Linked DNA regions of Capra hircus: region 2 is linked to region 1. Evidence: chromatin contacts called from public Hi-C data. All regions are on one chromosome and are shown on one strand. Each heading gives the region's core, a stretch centred on a gene start, on an enhancer-like site or on the middle of the called end of the contact. The rest is flanking DNA. Distances are from core to core; before and after follow the strand shown. Region 1 overlaps TRAIP (E3 ubiquitin-protein ligase TRAIP). Region 2 overlaps RNF123 (E3 ubiquitin-protein ligase RNF123).

The links. A called contact is a pair of places that touch in the nucleus more often than the background predicts.
Region 2: a Hi-C map of blood shows a contact between it and region 1, with 2.1 times the contacts expected there. The contact joins two enhancer-like sites. A contact is called at or near these places in 2 of 5 Hi-C or Micro-C datasets (both in blood).

Annotation. Positions count from the first base shown.
Region 1 is chr22:50,484,795-50,491,069 of ARS1.2, forward strand. TRAIP (E3 ubiquitin-protein ligase TRAIP) reads left to right here. Exons shown (of 15, transcript XM_005695941.3): 7 at 145-258; 8 at 1,003-1,090; 9 at 1,842-1,931; 10 at 2,410-2,498; 11 at 4,981-5,136; 12 at 5,362-5,410; 13 at 5,662-5,811; 14 at 5,917-5,967; 15 at 6,175-6,275. Among named protein-coding and RNA genes, the nearest start is that of UBA7, 7.5 kb to the right of the region's middle. Within about 2 kb of position 2,872, at least 2 of the 5 cell types and tissues checked have an H3K27ac peak or open chromatin away from gene starts, as enhancers often do.
Region 2 is chr22:50,570,034-50,576,308 of ARS1.2, forward strand. It overlaps RNF123 (E3 ubiquitin-protein ligase RNF123), which reads right to left. Exons shown (of 39, transcript XM_018066654.1): 16 at 5,670-5,787; 17 at 5,408-5,501; 18 at 5,142-5,203; 19 at 4,883-4,954; 20 at 4,577-4,697; 21 at 3,972-4,073; 22 at 2,657-2,763; 23 at 2,091-2,289; 24 at 1,593-1,738; 25 at 1,218-1,301; 26 at 365-472. Among named protein-coding and RNA genes, the nearest start is that of MST1, 12 kb to the right of the region's middle. Within about 2 kb of position 3,903, at least 3 of the 5 cell types and tissues checked have an H3K27ac peak or open chromatin away from gene starts, as enhancers often do.

The sequences.
Region 1 (6,275 bases), core at 1,622-4,121:
TTTCTTTGGGCAGAGCCTCCTGCTAAAGCATCCTAGCAGCTCAGGCTGTCTCCATAGCAACGGCAGCAAAGGGAGGCAGAGCTGCACTGGGTACCTACCCATCAGCCTCCAGATTTTAAATGCCGTGGGCCGGGTGTTTTTCAGAATCGAGCTCCTACTCCAGAGCCAGCGGCCCGAGGTGGAGGAGATGATCCGAGACATGGGTGTGGGACAGTCCGCGGTGGAGCAGTTGGCTGTGTTCTGTGTGTCCCTCAAGAAGTGGGTACTCTGGCCCCGGTATCCAAGCTGAGTCATGGCCCCCAAGCCATGCCCCTCTGCGTGTTGCCCGTCTCTTATGAAGCAGAGCAGGCAGAGTGAGGAGCAGGCTCTGGAGCCCTGCTGCCTTCGTTTGAACCACATCCCACCTCTTACTGTGTGGCCAGGAGCCAGTTTCTTAACGTCTCTGATCCTTAGCTTCCTGAACAGATAATAATAACCTGCCTCACAGAATTATTGAGAGAATTGCATGTGAATTATAAGTGTTATTTCTAAGGAGGTTGGCACAGCTTGCCATGCTCCAGTTTGATATCTGGAGCCTGTTCCCCATTAGCACGCGGTTACTGACCCCACCTGGCTTGCATCAGAAACAGCTCAGGTGTTCATTCCCATGGGTGTGGGGTTGGAGAAAAGGGGCCACTTGGCTGACAGGTATGAAGGATCCCCGATGCCTGGTGTGCAGCCAATTGGTGTAGGGGGCCTCCTAGTGGGGCCAGGGTTTCCTGCACACCCTCTCAAATCTCCAGTGCCTGCAAGCAGGCAGGAAACAGCGATTCACTAGCTCTTTAGCATCTGGGGTGCTTGACCCCCTGCAGTGCCAGCCGGTCCCTGCTGGGCTCCGGTGTCAGAGTTGGAAGGAGAAGAGCTGGGGGCTTCGGCTGGGCTTTGTGTTTGCTTGGTGCTGTGACTCAGTCTGACCAGGGGTGTGTCCCGGGCTGACATCTCTTCTCCATGGTCCCTGCATAGAGAGTACGAGAATCTAAAAGAGGCCCGGAAGGCCTCAGGGGAGCTAGCTGACAAACTGAAGAAGGACTTGTTTTCTTCCAGAAGCAAGGTAACTGAATGGGGAGCCGAGGGTGAGGGGAGAGGTGGCTGTCCTTTTGTCATGTGTGTGAGCGGCTCCTAGGCCAGGCCCTGGGGCTGTGGGATGACTCACAGAGACTGGCTTCTGGTCCTCACTAGGCACTGACTCTGGCTTGCTTGGCTTGTCTGCTTAGGGTGGCAGGTCACGCAACTGTCACCCCAACACCTGCACACTTTTGTTCCCCTCTGCTCTCTGGGTACCTCTCAGCTGGCTGGGGCACAAATGTGATGGCTTCAGGGGCCTGTTTTTTGTTCCAGGCCTAGAGTAGGAGGCCTCTTGTTCTTTACTTTGTGGTTTGTTTATTTTATTTATTTATTGTGTGTGTGCTGTGTTTTGCCATTTGGTTTATTCCCCTTGTTCTTCTGTTCCCTGACCAGGGATTGAACCTGGGCTGTGGAGTGAAAACCCAGAATTCTTACCACTAGACCACCAGGGGACTGACTCCCTGTAGAAGGCCTCTTGAAACCTGAATCAGTCAACACAGCTGCTTTTATTTCTGGGCATGGTGCATGTCAGGGCATAGATGTAGGGAGGAGCCCTGGACTGTTCCAGATGAACACTGCCAGACTAAGACAAAGGTCCAGCCCCATGGAGCTCAGGTCTTCCCTGTGTCCCCCGCTCCTCCTGGGTCTGGGCTCCCACGAGCTAGTGTAGCAGCAGGTGGGGGCGGGGCACACAGCCAGCCCTGTGTTCATCCTTCGCTCCTTACACTTTTTTGCAGTTGCAGACAGTCTGCTCTGAACTGGACCAGGCCAAGTTGGAGCTGAGGTCGTCTCAGAAGGACTTACAGAGTGCTGACAAGGAAATCGCGGTGAGGAACATCGGCGAGCAGGTGGGAAGGAAGGGTGGTTTATGTGCCCTCCAAGATGTGGGCTGGGTGAGTTCTGCCTACAAACCCTGTAGCAGTCAGTGGTCGCAGCTCTGGGCTCCCTGTATCCTCCTGGTTCAGGGTGGGTCAGGACAGGAATCTTGGCCTTTGGTCTGAAGCCTGGGCTCCTCAGCAGAGGACAGAGAGCACAGGGATCTTGCTGACAGTCTGTCCTGTACCTGCATCCTTGAGGTCACCAGAGGAGGGGGGTTCCCCGGAGGAGGAGGAGGAGGTCACCGGAGGAGGTCACCGCCAGAGGGGTTCTGAGGTCAGGTGGTCCTGGCCTCTTGAGCCTGATATTTGAGTTTCAGGCCTTGTTCTGGTCCCAGTGGGCTTGCCTTTCATGCGTACTGCCCATGGTGGCCACCCTGGACTTGGTGCCTCAGTCTTTCTTTCACACGCTTCTCTTTCCTTCCTGAAGAGCCTGAAAAAAAAGCTGACGATACTGCAGGAAACCCTGAAGCTGCCACCAGGAGACAGTGAAACTATCAACCGCCTTGTTTTAGAGAGGTTCGTTGACCTTCTGGGGTGGAACAGGGACTCCAAGCTGGAGGAGCTCCCTGGTAAGGGTGTCTTCACCCTTTCTGGCTTTGTTGGGGGGTAGGTGGCCCAGGTCGGCCTGAAGGTTGTGGACCTCCTGGCCTGAGTGACAGCCAAGACTGAGCTGGAACGCAGCTTTGAGGCAGGCCCTGGGCTTTGACAAAGAGAGGCCAGAAAGGCCCTGGGGATGGTCAGGGAAAGGGGAGGAGCATCCTGTGTATGAAGCAGCCCACCTGATACATCTGCCTGCCCCAGGTTCTGAAGCAAACATGAAGCCACCCACCAAAAGAGCTCTCCTCTGGTCCCAGCACCGGCACACTAGAGCTGCCAGCAGAGGGAGCCAAGAGGCCGAGGGATGGCTGTCCCTGCCTTTGTGGCCGCCCGGAAGCCGACAGGCTGAGAGGGTCCTCAGGCCTGGCTGGCCTGCTGGTGGTCCGAACAGAAAACACAACCCAGCGACCCAGCCACTTTTATTCGAGTCACTTTTCAATGCTGGAAAATCACTATGGTCCCTTTTCCACGCATCCACTCGTTTGCTTGGAGCCTGCCCATCTAACTTAGGAGCTGCTTCCCTGACCCTTTCCCTTTTTACCACCTCTGTGTGAGGCTTGGGACCATCCTCTACTCCTCCCATCTGCCAAGCATAGCAACCCCTGGGCATCCTACCAGTCCCTTGCCAAACACCTCCCAGGACCCTCTGCACTCAGCCCTCATGGAGCTGGCCTTGTGGGCGGGGTGGACCTTCAGGCTTCGGGCCAATTGCACTGCCCCTCGCAGCAGGACACCCCTTGCCTTACTGCTCTGTGTCCTCACTGCTCCGTGTCTTCACTGCTCCGTGTCCTCACTGCTCCGTGTCCCCCTGCTCCGTGTCCCCCTGCTCCGTGTCCTGCTCCGAGTCCCCTGCTCCGTGGCCCCCTGCTCCGTGGCCCCCTGCTCCGTGTCCCCCTGCTCCGTGTTCCCTGTGTCCTCCTGCTCTGTGTCTCCCTGCTCCGTGTCCCCCTGCTCCGTGTCTCCCTGCTCCGTGTCTCCCTGCTCCGTGTCCCCCTGCTCCGTGTCCCCCTGCTCCGTGTCCCCCTGCTCCGTGTCCCCTGTGTCTCCCTGCTCCGTGTCCCCCTGCTCCGTGTCCCCCTGCTCCGTGTCCCCCTGCTCCGTGTCCCCCTGCTCCGTGTCCCCTGTGTCCCCCTGCTCCGTGTCCTCTGCTCCGTGTCCCCCTGCTCCATGTCCCCCTGCTCCGTGTTCCCTGTGTCCTCTGCTCCGTGTCTTCCTGCTCCATGTCCCCCTGCTCCGTGTCCCCCTGCTCCGTGTCCCCCTGCTCCGTGTCCCCCTGTGTCCCCCCGCTCCGTGTCCTCTGCTCCGTGTCCCCCTGCTCTGTGTCCCCCTGCTCCGTGTTCCCTGTGTCCTCCTGCTCCGTGTCCCCTGCTCCGGGTCCCCCTGCTCCGTGTTCCCTGTGTCCCCCTACTCCGTGTCCCCCTGCTCCGTGTCTCCCTGCTCTGTGTCTCCCTGCTCTGTGTCCTGCTCCGAGTCCCCTGCTCCGTGTCCCCCTGCTCCGTTCCTGCTCCGGTCCCCTGCCTCCGTGTCCCCCTGCTCCGTGTCCCCCTGCTCCGTGTCCTGCTCCGAGTCCCCTGCTCCGTGTCCTGCTCCGAGTCCCCTGCTCCGTGGCCCCCTGCTCCGTGGCCCCTGTTCTGTGTCCCTCTGCTCTGTGTCCTCCTGCTCTGTGTCCCCCAGCTCTTCTCCACACTGAAGGGTCCACTGTCCTCTGCACTCCCTTCCCTAGTCTCCTCAGCAGAAATGAGCTTACTGTCTTCTGCACAGGTACTGCTTCATATTCAGATGCCATTGTGTGCCAGGGGCCTCAGAGGTGCTCTGGAGGCTTGTGTACACCCTGGTCCCCCCAGGATGTACACACCCAGCTGTGGCATGTGAGATCTTCCCTGACCAGGCATCAAACCCTCATTCCCTGCATTGCACGGCGGATTCCCAACCCCTGGACCACCAGGGAAGTCTCTAGGAACACTACTTGAATGTATGTCTCATATTCAAGCTCTGAAAGTGCCAGCCCCCTAGGGGAGTTGTTTGGACAGTCTCTAATATGTCCACTGGCCATGATAAGTAGCACTGGAAGGAACATCCATCTCCTTCAGCCTGTGGTCACCTCTCTGACAGGATCCTTGCATGCACTCTGAGAAATGAGGCTTCTTGAACAAAACGTTTTTCATCTGTGTATTTGGATTTTCTGTGGGTTTCTGCTTTCTTCCTTGCATGTCTCCAGACTTCTACTGTGTGAAGGACCAAGCCAAGGACTAATCTCTTTTTTCTGGAGAGATTAGGGTTTCCTTGAAGGATAGCTCTAAACCAGGTGTGAGCTCCAGGCCCCTGGAGCTGATCCATCTCTAATGCTTGAGGGGTTGTTGCCACTGTGATCTTGAGTATCCAAACTGTCTCTGCCTTATAGCCCAGCTCCTGTGGAGATGGTGGGCCTGAAGCTTCGCCGGCCAGCCTTTGGCGATGATATTGACCTCAATGCCACCTTTAATGTGGACACTCCCCCATCCCAGCCCTCCAGCACCCAGCATGGCCTTGCCAAGAGGCTCTTCCCTGAGAAAGCACAGTAAGTGGTAGTCCCTGGCCCTTCCACAGCCTGGAGGGAGGATGGCTAAGAGATCTCTGAAGGTCTTGTGCTAATAGCTCTGAGTGGCTGACAGGGCACTGAGGGTCACCTAGGTTTGAACATGAATCTGGTTCCAGCCACCTCTTCTTCCCTCTCCTGAGTACTCACTCTATACAAAGCCCTTCTCTTGCTTATCTCATTAATCCTCACATCTCTCTCTTGCAGTTCTCCTGTTCAGGATGTTCCCAAGAAGATAACCAAAGGCCCCAGGCAGGTAAGGCCCCTGAAGATGTTCAGGCAGTCACCCTCCATCCTTGGCCAGGACTGTGTATGAAGCTGGTCTTCTGAGAGGTCAGGGTCTTGCCGGAGCCCTCTCACTCCTGGAGGACCCTGGGAACCCTACTGCCTGTCCTTCCTGCCTCCGGATGAGGCACCAGAGATCCTGATCCTGTTCCCACATGCCTCCCACCCCCCTCTTTGCTGCCACCTGTCTCATCGAGCCTGGCTCTGGGGTCCCCTCTGCAGGAGTCCCAGCTCTCACTGGGGGGCCAGCGCTGTCTGGGGGAGCCTGATGAGGAGCTGGCTAGCGCGTTCCCCGTCTTCATCCGGAATGCTCTCCTGGGCCAGAAACAGACCAAGAGGGTCAGGGCAGAGCCCTGCCGCAGCACAGATGCAGTGAGTGTGGTTTCCCACAAGGGAAAAGTGTCTGCCTTCTTGCAGGTGGGGCTGGGTGGCCCTCGCCCATTAGGCCAGCCCACTTACCTCTTCCTTCTGCTTTAGGTAAGGATTGGCTTCGATGGACTTGGAGGCCGAACAAAATTCATCCAGCCTGTATCCTTATTTTGTGGTGTTGGGCTGAGCTAAGCTATGGTGCCCACATCATCCCTCACCTGTACCCCCAGACCCCAACTTACTGGTGGCTGCAGTCCCAGGTGGGCAGAGCCAGACCTTGCCCCATGTAGCAGCGCTGCCCACCCCCAAGGTTGAGCCCTGCGTTCCAGTCCTCTCTGTAGGCCTCTTCCTTGACATTTCCTTCAGACCGACACAACTATGATCCGCCCACTGCCAGTTAAACCAAAGCCCAAGGGCAGGGCTAGGCAGAAACTGGGGGCCAGGACAGCACCCACCCCCTCCCAGGC
Region 2 (6,275 bases), core at 2,653-5,152, 86 kb after region 1:
GAATGGAGGGAGTCTGAGAAGCAGACTCAGGCTGGGGAGGCCAAGAGCCCTGGACGTGCTGGGAGAAGAGGAGGACAGGCAGCAGGCCCGGGGGCAGGCGGGACAGACTGGTCCTCTAAGAGGGACCATGAGAGCTGGAACGGGGAACTGTGGCCCATGGACGGCATCTGCTTGAGTTCATGGGCATGAAAAGATCGGGTTATGACACAGGGTGGGAGGGAGCCTGAGGAGCTGGGAGGGTCAGGTGTGTGCCCGAGGCCCAGGAGGGCAGGGGGCACCAAGGGGCGGCGCCCCCGGGCCCAGTCAGTGGCCAGTCCGTGAGCTGGCGGAGGGAGCAGCCGCGGGCCGAGGCCACCCTGCTCACCTGGGAGTAAACGGCGGCGTGGACCCAGGCCAGGCGGCGGCTGAGGTGGTCCAGCTTTTCTGAGAAGACCTTCTGGCTCTTGCTCAGCTCCGCCAGGATGTCCTTCCTCTGCCACCAGAGGAGGAGGAGCAGAGGGCAGTCAGCACAGGGCCCCGTACCTAGACCCACACAGCTTGGCAGGGCCCACTGTGCCCGGGGCAGGCACAGGGCGGGGTGGACCAGGCTCCACTCTTCAAAACCCTCCTCAGTCTGACCTGCTGGTGGGCCTGGGCAAGCCAGGGCCTCGGGGCCCCTTAGAGCATGGACGTGGGGCTGAGCTGAGCCTGTGGTGGGGACCCCCCAGGAATGCCAGGCTAGAACTGCAGCTCTGGCAGCTGCTTTTGCCCTGAACAGGCCTGGGCTCTGTGGGCAGGCAGGTGCGGGCCGGGGGCTGCCTGGACAGGGAATGGCTCTGGTCCCCAGCTTGGAGAGCTGCGGCACAGGGACTCCAGGGGAGGCGGGGTGGCAGGCCCTGCTTGCTGCTGACTCTGCACGTGGCCGAGCAAGCACTCGGGGCGAATCCATAATTGATGAGGAGAGCGGGTGTGCGTCAGCACTTAGTGGCCGGCTGCGGGCACCTTGGCACAGGCCACGGCTTGCTAACAGGGCTCAGGCCGGACCTGGGCCTGCTGCCGGCCCCACTCTCACTGCCGTGGGCCGGCCCGGGCGGGGGGTGGGGACAGGGGAGCTGCTGGGCAGCCCTCAGGGGCAGGGAGCAGGTTTCCTTCGTGGGCTTCCCTGGGGACCCCCAGCGAGCGAGCCGCCCTCTGCCACAGCCCACTCTCCCCAAGTTCCACCCGCCCGCCCACCTTACCCGCTTGGGGCACCGGCGGAGCTTGTCCTCTGTGTCCCGCAGGGCCATCGCATACTCGTTGACATCATCGGACACTCCCACCATCTAGAGCACCGGACAGCAGACACCACACGTCCAGGGGGACCCTTGGGCACCTTGCACAGGGTTCTCCACACAGCCCGGACCCCAGCCCCACCAAATGCGTCACCTTAGGAGGACAGCCCCCTCCCACAGAAATCAACTGGGTCAGGCCCAAAGGGCACTGGCAGAAACACTAGTCTTGCTGTGACGTATGCTCACATGCACAGCTGTGCCCAGGCACCCCTGCAGAAAGTGGGCTCATGGGCACACACAGACGCACACAGAAACACAACACGTGACACACGCATGCGAGACCTTGCCCAGCTGCTGGTGCACACTGAGGTTATACATCATGACGGCGCCATCTAGGACTTCCAGCAGGGAATTCTCGGTGAGGGGCTGCTCAGGTTCCTCAGGGGGCCGCCCCACCAGCAGGCCCTCATTCCACTGGCTACCCTCGACTAGGGAACAGGGGAAGGACAGGGTCAGGGCCATTCCAGTTCTTGTCTAAGCCTATGGAGCCAGGAGGGGCCTCGCAGCAGAAGGGAGCCCTCGCCCGCGGCCCGGGCTCAGGCCCCAGGAGGGACCTGCAGGGAGAATGTGGGAGCCGGGTGGGGGTGGGGAAGGTCCTGCCTCCAGGACCTATTTCTGTAGCATCGATCTCCCGCCCTCAGAGTGCACTTCCCATACCCTTGAGATGCTGCCAGGCCACAGGACCAGGAGGGAACGGGTGCACTTGGCTTTGCGTGCGAGAGTCTCACAGGACAGAAGGTTCTGTCAGGGGGGCCCCGCCTGGCCCTGCCTGGCACCTACTGTCCTCGCGGGTCCTCTGCTCTGCACTCAGCGTGCGGACCTTCACTTTCTCCGAGGCGCTCAGGGGCCGCCGTGGGGTCATCAGGCTCACAGCTGCGGTGCTGAGGAAGCGGTTGGCTCGGCCCAGGGTTGGAGAACTGAGCCAGCCGGGCCGAGGCAGGGGCAGTGCGCCCCCCACGGCCAAGGCCTGCATGGGGCGCTGCGGTGGAGAGAGGAGGCCAGACTCCACTCAACGATCCCAGGGCCTGGGCCCGCTCGGGGCTCCCTTGACTCGTGGGCTGGGGGATAGGCCCCACGGGGCCCTGTTTACCGCACGGCTGCACCTCGTCCTCCAACTGCCCCCGCCCAGCATTCACTGTGCCTCTCAAGGCCCGGGGTCTCGTATCACCTCAGCAACTGGCAGCCCTCCCACACACCGGCCCTCCATGCCTCCCCTACAGCACGGGACCCTGCCGGGTGACAAGCTCCTTGCTGGCACGGATGGGGAGATGGCCTGTGTGACATTCCAGCCCTGATGCTAAAGGGACAGCCCAACACAAAGCCCCCGCCTGCCCCTACCGCGGCACCTGGGCCGCAGCCGGGGCTGGCTCCTCATCCTCATCCAGGTCATCCATGGTGGTCGCCTGGAGCTCCAGCGGGTCGATTAGGATGTTGGCCTTGGAGGCAAGGTCATCTAGGAGGAAGGAAAGGAAGGCTCTCAGGCTAGTGGAGGGGAGAGGGGTCACAGGTGGAGCTGCTCAGGGCAGCAAGAAGGTGCTGGAATCACATTGACCATGGTGCCTGCACCCTGCCGTCCACCTGCTCCAACCCAGCCTTCACTCTGCACCCCAAGGCCCTGGGTCTCGTGGGGCAAGTCCTGCTGCATGAGGCAGGAGGCTCTCCCGTCACTCCCTCTGTCTTTATCTCAATGACCTCACTCTGTCCAGGGCCCCCCTACGCCTCTGACTTTCCTCCTTGTCCTGCTCCGTAAACTGAAGCTGATCCAGAGCTGTCCCTGCCTCACTGCAGACCTGTCTCCACCTCTATTCTGACAGCCAGACATAACAGCTCCGCCTCCAGCCCAGGCCTTCGTCCCGGCTGCATCGCTGAGCCCTCAAACACACCGCACTACCCTCTCCTGCAGCTCCTGTTCCTGAGGGGGCCTCAACCCCACAGCCTCTGGCAGGAAGCCTGGGGTCATCCTTGACCCCTCCTCTCCCCCCCACGTCCTCCCATCTCCTCTGCTGCCTGGATGACTTTGCTCCCTTGTCTCCTTTCTGGGCCCTTGCACTCCACCCTCCACATCCCAGCGTCCAGAGGGAGCTTCTTACAATGCAGACTCCCAACCCCAACCTTGCTCCTCTGCTTCAGGACCTTCCAAAGCTACCCCTGTCCCCGAAGGAGCCTCCAGCAACTCTGTAGCCCACAGGCCCTCAGACTCCGCCCTGCAGCCTCCCGGGCCTCGTCTCCCACCGCTTCCCGCCTCTCATTTTCCTCTCCGGCACAGCTCTCCAGGCCGTGCTAGGCCACCGCTGGCACCTCTGCCACCGCTCACACCGTGCCCTCAGCCCTCTGCACCGGAGCCGCTTGTGCTCATCCTCGAAAGCCGCTCAAGCAGCAAACACGCGCCACCTCACCCCATGCCACCCCTCACCAAGACCCCAAGGTTGCCCCGATCCATCAGCCCCGGATTTCACGACAGAGCTCCCAGACCTCCTCTGGGGTGGGTGCAGGGGCAGGAATAGCTGGACGACAGCCCGAGGCAGAGGAGGGAAAGCCACATCTTCCCCGCTGAGCAGGTGGGAAGCTCGGGCGCCCTCTGGTGGACATAGCGCAGCTCAGCAGTCAAGGCTGGGCTGGCTCAGGAGCTGCCCTGCTCCCCACCCACGGGCCCACGCGCACCTTTGAGCGTCTTCCGAAGATGCGAGAGGAGGCCTCCGAGGCGCTGCAGGTCGAAGTAGTCCACCTTGCCGTTATAGAAGATCTGGGGTGGGACGTAGGCCTCTGCGAGGTCACACCAGCAGTCAGAGCCCAGCAGGACCCCTGGCCTAGGCCACCGACCTGACTAGCCTTCCCCTACCACTCCTGCCTCTGCCGTTTCAGGCCAGTTCCAGGAACGGCACAGCTTGGGATGAAGGGGGCATGGTTGTGCGTCACCCAGGGGAAAATCAGAGGGCCCTGACCCAGCCCTGTGGGAGATCCCCCAATCTAGGCTGCTCCCACTGAGCCTTAGGGCTGTTCCACACAAACGCAGAGGCCCCAGCACCTCAGAGCCCATCCAAGGCATCCCTGATGAAAGGATGGGCGGGCAAGGACCGAGGAAAGGGGCCTGTGGAGGACAGAAAGCTGGGGACCATCAGAGCAAACACTATGCCCCAGGGAGCAGGGCTCCATCAGGCAGGAGGCCTGGGACAGCACCCCCAGCCCTGGCCTCAGCCAATGCCCAGGGGCTGCCCGGTGCCCAGCTCTGCCCAGCGTCTGCCACGTGGGGCCCAGGCCACACTCACCCTCACTGAAGGAGGTGCGTGGGTTTGAAGCCTTGTACTCGTCCCAGTAGAAGCGCAGGGCCGAGATTAAGCGGTGTAGGAAGCAGACCATGTACTCGGGGGGGCAGAGCATGGGAGTGTTCTGTAGACACGGGTGTGAGACACGCGTCTGTGTGGCCCAGAGGCCAGCCTGCTCCTCATCCAAGGCCCTGCCCTGGGACCCGGGACTCAGTGGGGAGGGCAGGGCAGCAGGAGACGAGCAGACAGTGCCCGAAGCCAGGTGCAAACCCCGCGACACAGCCGGGGGGCCGTGGTGGGGACACCTACCCCCCGGCCGCTGGCATTCTCCTGCAGAAACTTTCGGAACTTGGTCAGGAAGATGTACCTGGAAGCTTCACCCTTTGGGGGAAGGAAAGCTGAGGCTGTGAGGAGCTGAGGACGCTGGCCCATGCTGAACCCAGCGGAGCATCCCAGCCTGCGCCCTGCACCCTGCCACAGGGCCCGTGCCAGCCCTGCCCTCTGGGTCTCTGGGTCCCGTCTGGCCCCCTCCCCACCAGGGATGCAGGCAGGCTTGGGAGTCACTCACCCCATTGTCATCTTTATTGTTCAGCAGCAGCTTCAGGATCTGGACCTGTAGTTCTTCCACCACTGGAGATGGGGTGGGGAGCAGGACACCCTCAGGCCGGGCCAGGCCCCAGGCTCCCAGAGACGGACGGGGGGAGCAGCTTTGGATCAGGGCTCCACCACCAGGGATCCCTGTGTCCCACCTAAGCATGCTTTCCACCAAGTGCCCCAAGTACACCTGCACACAAATCCTCCACCCCCACCCAGTGCCCGAGGCTGGGGGCCAACCTTCAATGCGCTTCTTGAGCCTCTGGCAGCCCCGTTCGTAGGCACGCCGCCGGAGCCTCTCCTCAGAGGTCTCTTCCCTCACCTCCTCTTTGCCCTGGGCAGGGGCAGGGGGATCTGAGACAGCAAGACTCACCCAGGACCCAGGAGAGCCCTGCTCCAGCCCTCAGACTAGGAAGCGGCCTCGTGTGCCAAGCGCAGGTGGTCCAGACAGCCTGGGTCAGCCCTCGCTGAGACCACGCCCACCCGCCTCAGGCACGCTCACCTCCCTGGGGGAGCGGTGGGGCCACCAGGTGGTCGGGATAAGCTCCTGGAGGCCAGCCTCCTCCACACGCAGCGGGCTCTTGATGTAAAAGAAGACGATGGACCGCAGCACATCGAAGCTGGTGGTCGTCAAGGCAGAGCTCCGCTCACCACTAGGGCCCCGGACACCCTCGCGAGTCCCCCTGGGAAGCGCTCCCAGAGCCTGACCACCTCCCTCCCAGGGGCCCGTGGCTGCTGTGTGCCTGTCTGCCCTGAGAAAGGGCTGTGGTTATCAATTCCCCGCCCAATTCCCTGCAAGCACCTGATCACGGCTTGTCACAGGAGTAGAAGATGCTGGGACAGCTGGGCGGAGGGCTGTGGCCTCTCCATCTGCTCCTGCCTCCTAGAGGCTGAGGACCCCAGAGAGACAGGACAGCTACCGGCACAGGCTTCCCAGCCAGGGGCCCGAAACCACGCTCTCTTTCCTACTCTTTGCTACATGGAGCGGTTCTCCATGTTTTTCTGGAAACAAGAGCTGACTCCGTAAGATCTCACATGAACACCCACCATGGACCACAGATAAAAGTGCGACGCTTTGGCTGAAGAGCGCAGGCGCAGGTGGCACCTC